Linked DNA regions of Mus musculus: region 2 is linked to region 1. A link is a contact called in public Hi-C data. All regions are on one chromosome and are shown on one strand. Each heading gives the region's core, a stretch centred on a gene start, on an enhancer-like site or on the middle of the called end of the contact. The rest is flanking DNA. Distances are from core to core; before and after follow the strand shown.

Region 1 (5,357 bases), core at 1,105-3,604:
TCACTGACTGAATGTATGAATTTGAGTGTGCATTAGTGTATATTGATGTGTATGATTGTTTATTTGTACTTACCTGAGACTATCAGTGTATGTGTAAGTGCAGGAGTGTATGCATGAGTGTGGATATGTTTAGTAAGTGCAGGAGTGTATGCATGAGTGTGGATATGTTTAGTAAGTGTAGGAGTGTATGCATGAGTGTGGATATGTTTAGTAAGTGCAGGAGTGTATGCATGAGTGTGGATATGTTTAGTAAGTGCCGGAGTGTATGCATGAGTGTGGATATGTTTAGTAAGTGCCGGAGTGTATGCATGAGTGTGGATATGTTTATCAGTGTGAACGCGCCTGAGTATGTGTATACCTGTGTGAATGTACATGAGTGTATGCATTTGTGAGTTTGTGTATGTGTGTATTCACGTGTGTAACTGTGTCTGAGTGTGCATGTGAATGTGTGTGTGTGCATGCTGGGTAGTGCTAGGGATGGAACACAGAACTGCATGCATGCCAGGCAAGCATCCTACTGCTGCTCCAACTGGAGCTGTTCACTTGAAAACCATAACCTGAAGGTTCCATGAGTCTCTTGCAGAGGAATAACACACACACTGAAATCCTACTTATCACCTCAGGGAAAAGCACAGGTTTAGAGCAGGAGCCGGCAGTACAAAGTCTGTGCTTCACATCTGTCGCCACGCCTGCTTCTCTGCCACAATAGGAACCAAACTCGGAAAATAAAGAAATTCTAAACTGTGCTGGTGACGTGACTGAGGCCTGATAGAAGATTCCAGTACACGATAAATCCTGGGAGAACTCATAAAAGGAGCACACACTCAGGAGCTGTGACTGGGCTCCAACTGAACGTCAAGAGAGCAAAGCTGTTACCTAGGACATTCTCACCACACAGTAAGCCATGGGCAGCCCTGCCTAAGGAAATCCCACTTGAAATGTCTTGTTACGCACTTACCATTGCAGCCTTCAGCGCCACAGCATCCAGGTTGGGCATATTGGCTAAAGAACCCTAGAAGAAAGTTATAAAAATGGTTCATTAGAAGATTGCCCAAGTTCAGAAAAATCACATAGTTGTTTCCAAAGAAAAGCGGCTTCTCGTAACTACAGTAAGAGTAGGGCGGTGACTGAGGAGCAAAGGCGCAAGTTATCAACAACGGAAACACCACCACCCTTGAGATGTACTCGGAGCAAGGAAAGGAAAGTGACAAGCACTTGGAGGCTGCGGCCAGGTGTGGAGGCTGCTGCCCTCCAAGCGAGCAGAGAACAGCGAAGTTGCACTGTCAATCCATTTCAGAAAAATTAGAGAACAAAAGCTGCTAATTCTTTGCTTAATTTTTAAGGCAGGATGGTACTTTGTATTAGGGTTTCCCATCACCCCAGGACCTATTAGTACTGGGGTTCTGTTCTGTAAGATTATTTCAGTTCAGAACATTTTTCTTTACTGATCTGCTAAGTTAGATGGAGGATTATATTACTTGTCTAGCAATCCATACATTCATTTGGTTGAAAATAAAATGGGACTTTAAAAATCCATCAGTATGAACATTGCATACACTTTGTAACACCAGTTTCTCTGTCTTCGCATCTTGTGACACTAATTCCTAAATATTCTCATTACTTTTCACCAATAATTATTCTCATTCTCAGGCGTTCTCCTAGCCCTGACAGTCACTGTACTTAGCCTGTCTCAGCGCAGGACATGAACACAGAAGACAGCTAATCCGTAGCAGGGCCACGATTAAACTCTAGAGTCATCTCTAGAAGCCACCCCAGCTGCCCCTTTGCCAGGCCAAGTGGTACGCACCTGATCAGGTCTATGTTGCTGTATAGTGTTGTAGATGTAGCTCAAGCCAACTCTAGTTAAAACATAAGAGGCTTGCTCATTGATAAGAGTGTCCAGATGGGCTTCAATCTACAATAAAGCACAGCAGAAGAAGCACTTAGAAGAGAACTATCAGTAAGAGCAGAGCACACTGGGCCGGCGGGCGGCCATCATGGACCTGACAGGCAGCCTCCGTCTGTCCGAGACAGCTGCTGCTTCCCTTAGTTACAACTAACCAACAGTTCCAGGGCTGGCCACTAGCTAGGAAATATGGGTGCCTGTTCTCTCAGCTGTTTCAAAAGCAGAACTCGGAAGTCGTCACAACCATGTGAAATAAATTACTCAGGGAGAACGAGGCCTTGAAGGCTACATCCTGAGCCTGCCTCCCTCCCTTCCCTGGACAGCCCAATCTCCGAAGAACCTTGGTGAGAATCGGCGCTGCAGCTGAGAAATGAGGCACCTGCAGGAAAGCGCCCCAATAAAAGGAAGCTGCTCTTCCCACTTGCCAGCCTCCCCCTTCCCTTACACACCACGAAGCGTCCCCAATTTTACAATCTGTCAACTACACAGAGCACCACCAACTCCCGTCTCTGCGCTATGTCAAAGCCTGCCTAGTTCAAGCCACTCCAGCACCAGCCTTCCTCCCACCAAGAAGCCTCCCACGTTCTTCTTTTTCATGTAAATACCCAAGGAAGCATAACTAAGGGTCCTTACTTCCTGGATTTACTGAAACCTAAAAAAAATAGTTCGTTCAAATGTAAGCGTTTAATGAAAGTGAAAAAGAAGACAGTGCTGACAGCCAAGTCAGTGAACTGAAAAAGAAAGAGACAGAAAATATCAAAGAAATGAGACAAAGAGTCGCACAGTAAACTGGAGAAGAGACCCATGATATAAAATGAAACAAAGATAGGATCTGCAGAGTGTAAGAGAGTAACACACAGAGAGATGACAGATAGACAGACAGACAGTCAGACAGAGTGAAAAGTTTGAATCTTTGAACGGAAATGGCTCTCAAATGTTTATGATGGGAATAATCGGAAAAAAGAAATACCTAATATGTTGTGGAGAAGTAACTGAACCCAAAGAAAAATCCTTACAGGCTTCTAGGTGGACAGAGCCTGTTATTCCAGGAGGCTCAGACTTGCCTGATCTTAGCAGCAGTGCTGGGGAAAGCTAGATGACAGCTGGAGAGGAGTGAGGTGATGGTGGGATCTGGAGCCTCAACCCAACAACACAAACTGTAGCTGGAGGATCCCATGAACCTCAGTCTAGCTTTACCCCTGTATGTCTCTAGAAGTGTGTGTGCAGAGTCCAGCGCACACATCATACGTGGTGGGGAGCATAGAGACTCTGGACAAACTAACAAACTCCATCTAACAGATACGGAACTTTGTGCCATGCAGAAAATGTACAGAACTGCAGACAAGCATGTAACTGCTGGTAATGCAAAATAATGAACATTTTAAGGAAATAGATCTGAGACAAGTGGCAGAGAATTGGGGTTGACTTAGAAACAAATATGCAAAACATACTTATGAAGTATGGAAATTAATCATTCTCCCTTACATGGCTCAGTTATCAGCACTGAAAAGAGGAGAGACTCTTCAGAAGGCCATCTCCTGCCTCAGACTATAGTGTAGGTCAAGAAGGCCAAAGTGACCATGAGGCAGGAGGACGAGGTCGTGAGGAATAGAAGACACAGATAAGCATGAGGGGCTGAGGGTGAAGCAGCAGGAGAGGGCATGGGGTGGGGACAGGAGGACGAGGTCGTGAGGAATAGAAGACACAGATAAGCATGAGGGGCTGAGAGTGAAGCAGCAGGCAGCAGGAGAGGGCATGGGCTGGGGACAGGAGGAACAGAGGAGAGGGCAGTGGACAAGCACACATGCACTCATGCAGATGCTATCCTGAAGCCCATTATTTGTGTGCTAAGCTAAAAGGTATTAAAAACTGGATCCTCTCCAAAACCTTAAGTGTCACACACCAGAATTTAGAGCTGCCAATGTACATTCCAAAGGAAATGAGTGTACAAATAGGTGAATGGGAGACACTAGTTCACAACTGTGCCTTTGTACAGCAAACTCCAACATTATTAAGATGTTATTATTATTGATCCTCCTCAAGTATTTTTAAAAGAGTTAGAAATTAGAAAATTTACATATATAAAAGCTACTTCTCAGAAAAACACAAAGCAACAAATCAAACTTACTATATTCACTACTAAAGTGTTCGTGCTTTTTATAATAGAACATTCGGGGTCTTTGCTTCAGCCTTGTTCCCTTGAACGCTGCACTACCAGTCAGTGCATCAGTACCCAAGTGTTAGTTAGGTAACTTACAGATGGCTCTGACTCAGCCATCATTCAGTTTTTGAGAGACACCAGCGGGCTAACGGGAACAGTGACTGTTAAAGAAGTGTTTGCCTGGTACTGCTTCTGTCCTCTGTACCACCTGCTGTACACAGTGCACTGCTGGAGAAATACAGCCTGCCATGTAACACGGCATCTGCATAGCACTGAACATTCAAGTCCATCAGAGAGCTTCCTGGCACCATCCACACTACAATCTCATCACGTTCCTCACATTCTGGCATCTCTAAAACTGAAAGCCAAAATTGTGTGTGTGTGTGCTTGCAAGCGCATACAATCATGCATGCATGTGTTTACATCCTCTGGATAGACTACCTTAAGGAACTCATGGAGTTAGGCCATTGACATTTGTCAAAAGCTGGTATGCTGAAAATGCAAAATCAGAGAATCCTCTTTCTAGCAAAATTCACCTGAAACTGAAGCATTTCTAGGCGCCTGTCTGTGAATTCGAACAGAGCCAGGGTTGTCTTCATCATGTACAGTGAGTTGACCATGAACGTGGCCATGTCAGCTGTGCCTAAATTGCTGGCTGACACTGTACACATCTGGAGGAGAGGATCCAGGGCACAGGACAAAACCTGCAAATGACAAGGAAATGGATTATTTCCTAATCAGGAGATGGTCCAGGATGTATAGCCTTTCAGAATTAAATGCAAAACTAACTGAGGATAGCCAGCTAACTTATAAACAAGTGCATGAAGGAGAGATTTAATAACAAGACCAGATAGCTTAACAACAGGCATCGACGGGGCTGGAGAGATGGCTCAGTGGTTAAGAGCACCGACTGCTTTTCCAAAGGTCCAGAGTTCAAATCCCAGAAACCACATGGTGACTCACAACCATCTGTAATGAGATCTGATGCCCTCTTCTGGTGCATCTGAAGACAGCTACAGTGTACTTAGATATAATAATAAATAAATCTTACAAAAAAAAAAAAAAACAGGCATCGACAAATTACCTTTAAAAATCAAGAGCTGATTTAATCTTGAAGAAAAATCAACACTGAAGAGATTGTCAAAGTGCATTGCCACTCACACCAACGTGTGACAGAGTGTGTGATGGAGGGGAGCAGGCACTCAGGGACTTAAAAACTACCTGCACAAAGTCAGCCTGCCGAGCATCCAAGGGGATGACTGAAGAATCATGCGACGCCAGAATATCCCG
Region 2 (5,333 bases), core at 2,379-4,878, 470 kb after region 1:
GAACTTATCATTTTGTTAAGTGATTGATTTGTAGCCAGATCTTCACTTGAGGAAATCAATTCATTTGAAAATGGGAAGAGCTTAAAAATAGTTTCTCTGATCGGAGGGTGGGAAACAAGACACGATGAAAAGAATGAGGTCATCTATGCTGCGCTTATTTCTGGGAACCAGTGACGTTTGTTTCTGCTTTTTAAAAGGGCGACATGAACAGAATAAATTAAAATGAAAGGCTCTCACAGCGAATTCTCGGGGCAGAAGAGAGAGGAAAATAGTCAAATCTCATTACATTATTGTATAAACTCGGAGATACTTTCAAGAGTCCTTTTTTTCATTTTATTTCTGTACATGAATGCTTGCCCGCAAGTGTGTGTGTGTGTGTGTGTGTGTGTGTGTGTGTGTAGTTCCCAGAGAGGCACCAGCTTCCCTGAACCTGGACTTACGACACTGTGAGCTGCCTTGCCACATGGTGCTTGGGACGGCGCCCAGGTCCTCTGGAAGCAAAGTGTTCTAACCACTGATCCATCTAATCCATCTCCTAGATTTATTTTTAAGTTCAAGGGCAATTTTACTGGGATGTAAAGGAAAACCTCCAGGCTACCCACACTGTAAAGCTTGACAGCTTCCTGAGGAAGGAAGCTGGAGAAGAGGAACCGAGGAAGCCACGCAGCTTGTAAGCAGCCTGGTGGAGGAAAGGGAAGTGAGTGTTCAGAGAATCACGCGCAGGCTCTGGCAAGTATCTGAAGGGAGGGAAAAGAGATACGAGGAAGAAAGACGAAAAGTCCTGAGTCTTTACTTAGAATCTAAGTGGGCAGCTTAACACTCTGCAGTTGCCACTCTTCAAATGTTTAACCAGCACTTACCTTCCGAGATAAAGGCTTAACTAAACGAATAGCCCCCTGACTACCTGAAGCCCAGAAACTCTTTACGTTCTGTTAACAAGAGTGACAACGTAAAAACCCAACCTTCCTGATGCTGAGAGTGATGTGTGAGTTACCAAGCACCGGGGAAACAGGATACCCTCCAAGCCATAACCAGATCAAGAAGGGTACTAGCCAAATCCGCCCTGACTCTCCCATTCCTGCCAGGTCCTCAAGACAACAGGAACGGTCTCTTGTGTCAAGTAGGACACACCAGCAGTCAGGCAAACAGTTGTCTCCTACAACTTCTGCAGCTAGAAAGCTACTTAGCCTACCTTGTTTTTCAACAGTGTATACTAAAAATATCTGCTGGTGGGAAAGTTTCAGACATGCTTAAGTGAGTGGAATTTCAAAACCGTTAATAATAGCAGTTTCTGCTAATCTCAGGGCAGCAAATGGTGGCTTCAGAACCCTCATTTGCCCTTTCAAGAGCCAGCTGGTATAGAGAGAAGTTGAGAGTCCCCTGATTCTCTAAAGACTGGCATCTGACCTGACTTTACAGAGGCACAGACTTACTCTGAGATCAGCAAGCGAAGGGTCAAAGAAGAAAGGCTCTGAACTGGAAGGATAGTTCAGACTACCAGGAAAATACCTGTCACTCAAGAATGAGGACCGGGTTCTGTACCTAGAGCCAATACCAGGAAAAACAAAAACAAAGAAATAAAACCGTGCTGTGTATGAGTGTGTGCACTGTAACACCAGCATTGGGCGAGTGGAGAAAGGAAGATGCCGAGGACTCACTGGCCAGTTCACCTCCCCTGCTCATTAGTTCCAGGCCAGCGAGAGAGAGACTTTGGTTCAAAAGACAAGATAGATAGCCCTGAAGAATGACAGTCTGCCCCCCATCCCACCCCCACCCAAATAAAGTTCCCTTGACAAGTTTAAAAGATCGGGATTATAGTGTTATTGAATTTCTTGATTATACAGTAGTGTGGTGCAAATTTGTAGAAAGACATGATTTTATGAAATATTAAGGAAATTATGATTAGATTCAGCAATGCTAGCCTTAAAGTGTATAAGCAAGAACATGGGCAAAGATGTGACTCTATCTAGGAAGGCAATTTAATAGATAGTACTACACATACCGCTTCCTACGTCCGTGATCCAGACGGACTGTTCAAATGGTGTGCCGGAGACAAACATACCATGGGGTGTGTCAACTGTATAATTCCAGGCTCGTAGGAAATAGCCATCCTCTGAGAACACTAATACCTTGGGGATGTTATCCCCTCTCTGAAGGCACACAAAAACAACTGCTTAGAATCACTCAATAGGAACGCTAATCTTTACTTTTGTCAGAGAAATCAAAATGAAAGTATAATAAGAAATTTAGAAGTGTGTAAAAAAAAAGCACTAACTTCAAAACTTAATAATTTCTAATGCATACAAATCTAAAATGTGCACTTGAAGCCAACTCAAAATTAAATTGCATAGTTAGCATACTATAAATGCAGCAGGCTATCTAGGTGGGAAACACTTCTTTCCTTTCTGTTCATCTTCTTTTTTTCCTTTTTGTCATGCTCAGATTGACTGTTCTTTTATTATTCCTGTCTGTTGTGATCAAACTGAATGTATATAATTAAAATTAAAAAAAAATCTCTAGTTGAAGAGATGGCTGAGCAGATGAAAGTGTTTGCTAAGCAAGACTGACACTCAGAGTTCAATCCTGGAAACCACTGGTAGTTGATAACCGCATTAACACTCTGGTCTCTCTTGACCTCACAGGCTCACATATTAAAAAAAAAAAAAAATGCATTCTACTTACTTGGGCTACGTAAACTAACCCGTTGAGGGAATCAACTGCAACACAAAATGTTGCACCAGTGAAGTATTCCGAATTCTTGGGCCAACCCAAATCCAGCCGGAAAAGAGGGTCCTCCATTCTCCAGGAAACGTGAAAAGAAAATGTCCTTGAAACCTCAAATAAAATCAAAATACTCAGATTCAGTTCGACAACCAGAAGGTAGCCGGAAATAAGATTGTATATCTAAAGATCAAAACAACCATAAGAAAAGTCTAATGATGACTTAAGAGTGTAGTAAGAGCTGGGGAAAATCCAGTGTGTGTGTGTGTGTGTGTGTGTGTGTGTGTGTGACTTAAGAGTGTAGTAAGAGCTGGGGAAAATCCAGTGTGTGTGTGTGTGTGTGTGTGTGTGTGTGTGTGTGTGTGTGATGTTTACTTATTTTTATTTAGACTTGTGTGCATGAGCTCGGGTGAGTTTATGTGCACCATGTGCCCACAAAGGCCAGAAGAGGGCATCAGGCTCCCTGGAACTGGAGTTACAGTGAGAGAGTGAGCCTTCAAGTTGGTGCTGGGAATCGAACCTGAGTCCTCTGAAAAAGCTGCTCGAGCTCCCAACCTCCGCGCCACCTCCCCAGCCCCACGTGCATTCTTTTTACACTAAATGAGAGGACGAGTCGTCAGCTGCTGAGCCCCAGGGGAGCAGGTTTGGGACCCCAGGGGCTGTACCCCTCGGTGGCACCCACACCCACAGCCTTCTGCCTGCTATTTACCAGCGAGCCACAGAAGCGCGAATGCAAAACCAGACAGGAAAGGAAGAAGGCGGCGCCCGCCAGGCAGACCCAGGCTCTCGCCATCGCGAGGGTCTGGGAGGCGAAAGTCAGCGAGGCCTGAAGCCGGCTCTAGGGCAGAGGCAGACTAAAGCACCGGGAAACTCGACCGGAGAACCGCCGAAGACTAATTCCGGGTGTCCTGCTCCTTGCTCCGCCCCGAGTCAGGCGCCCAGCGAGTGACCCTGGTCCCCACGCCGAGGTGCTCCTGGCCACTAGGATGGCGGCGTCCGCAGATCTTCCTGACCTACTTACTCTTCGCTCCTTTAAACTCACTTTCAAGAAGCAAAACAGAGCACCGAGAAACTGAAGAGTTAGGGGATCGTGACACTAAAACAATGACTACCACGCTCCGAAAAGGACTTTAGTCACGTCTGCTCCACAAGCATTCAGGCTTCTGCCGTGGACGCCTATATTCCCACACTAGGACCCCGCCCCCCCCCCCCGACGCCCCAAACTAATCATTTGTGCAAAAGCGACTTAAGGTGGCGGTGCACCATTGCGTCTTGTGGGCGCGACACGCTCTATCAAAGGTCCCCTGGAGCTGGTGGGGCATTTAGGGGAGCACCCGCTGGGCGCCTGGCCGTATGAGCGCTGAGGTGCTCGAGAGCCTCCCTTCGCAAGGCTCTGGCCCCCTTCGTCCGGCTCCTAGTGCGCCCCGGCCGCCCGCCCGCTCCCGGAAGCTACGAAAGCCCGTAACAAAGGACCTGCGGGGGCCGCCGGTTGCCGGAGCTGCGGGACCCCGGGATCGGGCGGATCGGCGGGTCTGAGCGCCCGCGGGGCCACGTGTCCCGGATCACGGCGGTGAGCGGAGCGTGGCTCGGCGGCCTTCCCCGGAGCACCCGGCTGTCGGCACCCTCCGGAGCCCTGATTTCTGCAAACGCACAAGCCCGCTCTGCTCTGAGCAGCTGAAGCTTTGTGTGAAGAAGCTACTGAAGTCTGATTTTTATTTAAAAAAACAAACAAACAACAACAAAAAAAAACCCAACTTTTTCCAAGTTTTCGTTCTGGGATTTTTTGTTTTGTTTTGGTGCAGTTTGCAATACTCTACCTCCTCGCCTCCTTTCTCCTCCTGGTGTATTATCCACGAGACGAACCTGGGATGAGCGTTTTGTAATTGCAAGAACTGTGAGACGTCACGACGGAATAGTACTCAAGATGGACAAAAAGTCCTTTGAGACGGTGCTGGATGAAATTCGAAAGGTAATTGACCTTGTTCCCTGAAATTCGTCTGAGATAATAATGGTCGTGAGTTACTTTCTTTGAGGTGTTGTGTGTAGTCAGCAGAGGAACTTGAACTTTCCTGTGTAACGTAAGAACTTGCATCTTGGTCCGTTGCACCGCTTAAATAGAAGATAAACCACCTCACTGCTAAACTTGGGAAGTCATTGTGGTACGGGAATTACGTTTGTACTACCTACAGCCCCGGAGCCAACTGTAAATCCGTAATAACTGAGCTTTTGGTTGACTGACATTTATTCAATGTTAACATGGTTCGGTAACAGGAGTGACTAGGCACTGGAAGGGATGCCGAGAAAGTTCTTTTCCAGATCTCTTCCCCTGCCTTTGCTCTCCTTCCATCTTTTTGACACTGTTTATATTTCCTATTTCCTGGAAGGAACCAGGCAGCAAAAAAAAAAAAAAAAAAAAAAAAAAAAATTTGGAATGTAAGGTTGAGGCTAAAAGTATCTCTTACATAAAAAATAGCAGGTTGCCTGTTTGACAGAAAGGGCAGTGCTGTGACCTCACAGCATCTCACAGCTTGCATCTGTTCGGCATCTCAAACGGTGCCCCTGACTGGCACTGCAAAAATTGGCGCCAGATCTAGAGGTTTTTGTTTTTGTTT

Evidence for each region. Hi-C and Micro-C count contacts between places; a contact is called where the count stands out from the background.
Region 2: a contact with region 1 is called in a Hi-C map of centrocytes, with 2.8 times the contacts expected there. The contact joins the promoter of Nhlrc3 here to the enhancer-like site in region 1. A contact is called at or near these places in 8 of 39 promoter capture datasets (the C10 cell line, the HPC-7 cell line, cranial neural crest and 4 more), 2 of 15 datasets of contacts at CTCF or cohesin (large pre-B cells and pro-B cells), 8 of 484 Hi-C or Micro-C datasets (the G1E-ER4 cell line, bone marrow-derived macrophages, centrocytes and 5 more), 30 of 115 datasets of contacts at active chromatin or transcription factors (the 230-238 cell line, the NIH/3T3 cell line, T-cell acute lymphoblastic leukemia and 24 more) and 3 of 9 other capture datasets (adipose tissue, embryonic stem cells and pancreatic islet).

Annotation. Positions count from the first base shown.
Region 1 is chr3:52,988,152-52,993,508 of GRCm38.p6, forward strand. It overlaps Cog6 (component of oligomeric golgi complex 6), which reads right to left. Exons shown (of 19, transcript NM_026225.3): 14 at 5,289-5,357; 15 at 4,604-4,771; 16 at 1,808-1,915; 17 at 959-1,012. Among named protein-coding and RNA genes, the nearest start is that of Cog6, 26 kb to the right of the region's middle. Within about 2 kb of position 2,355, at least 41 of the 459 cell types and tissues checked have an H3K27ac peak or open chromatin away from gene starts, as enhancers often do. A contact at or near this core is called in centrocytes, where this site is marked.
Region 2 is chr3:53,459,630-53,464,962 of GRCm38.p6, forward strand. It overlaps Nhlrc3 (NHL repeat containing 3), which reads right to left and starts at 3,629. Exons shown (of 7, transcript NM_172501.2): 1 at 3,431-3,629; 2 at 2,683-2,835; 3 at 2,003-2,150. The coding sequence starts at 3,514. Proser1 (proline and serine rich 1) reads left to right here and starts at 4,166. Exons shown (of 13, transcript NM_173382.2): 1 at 4,166-4,690. The coding sequence starts at 4,646.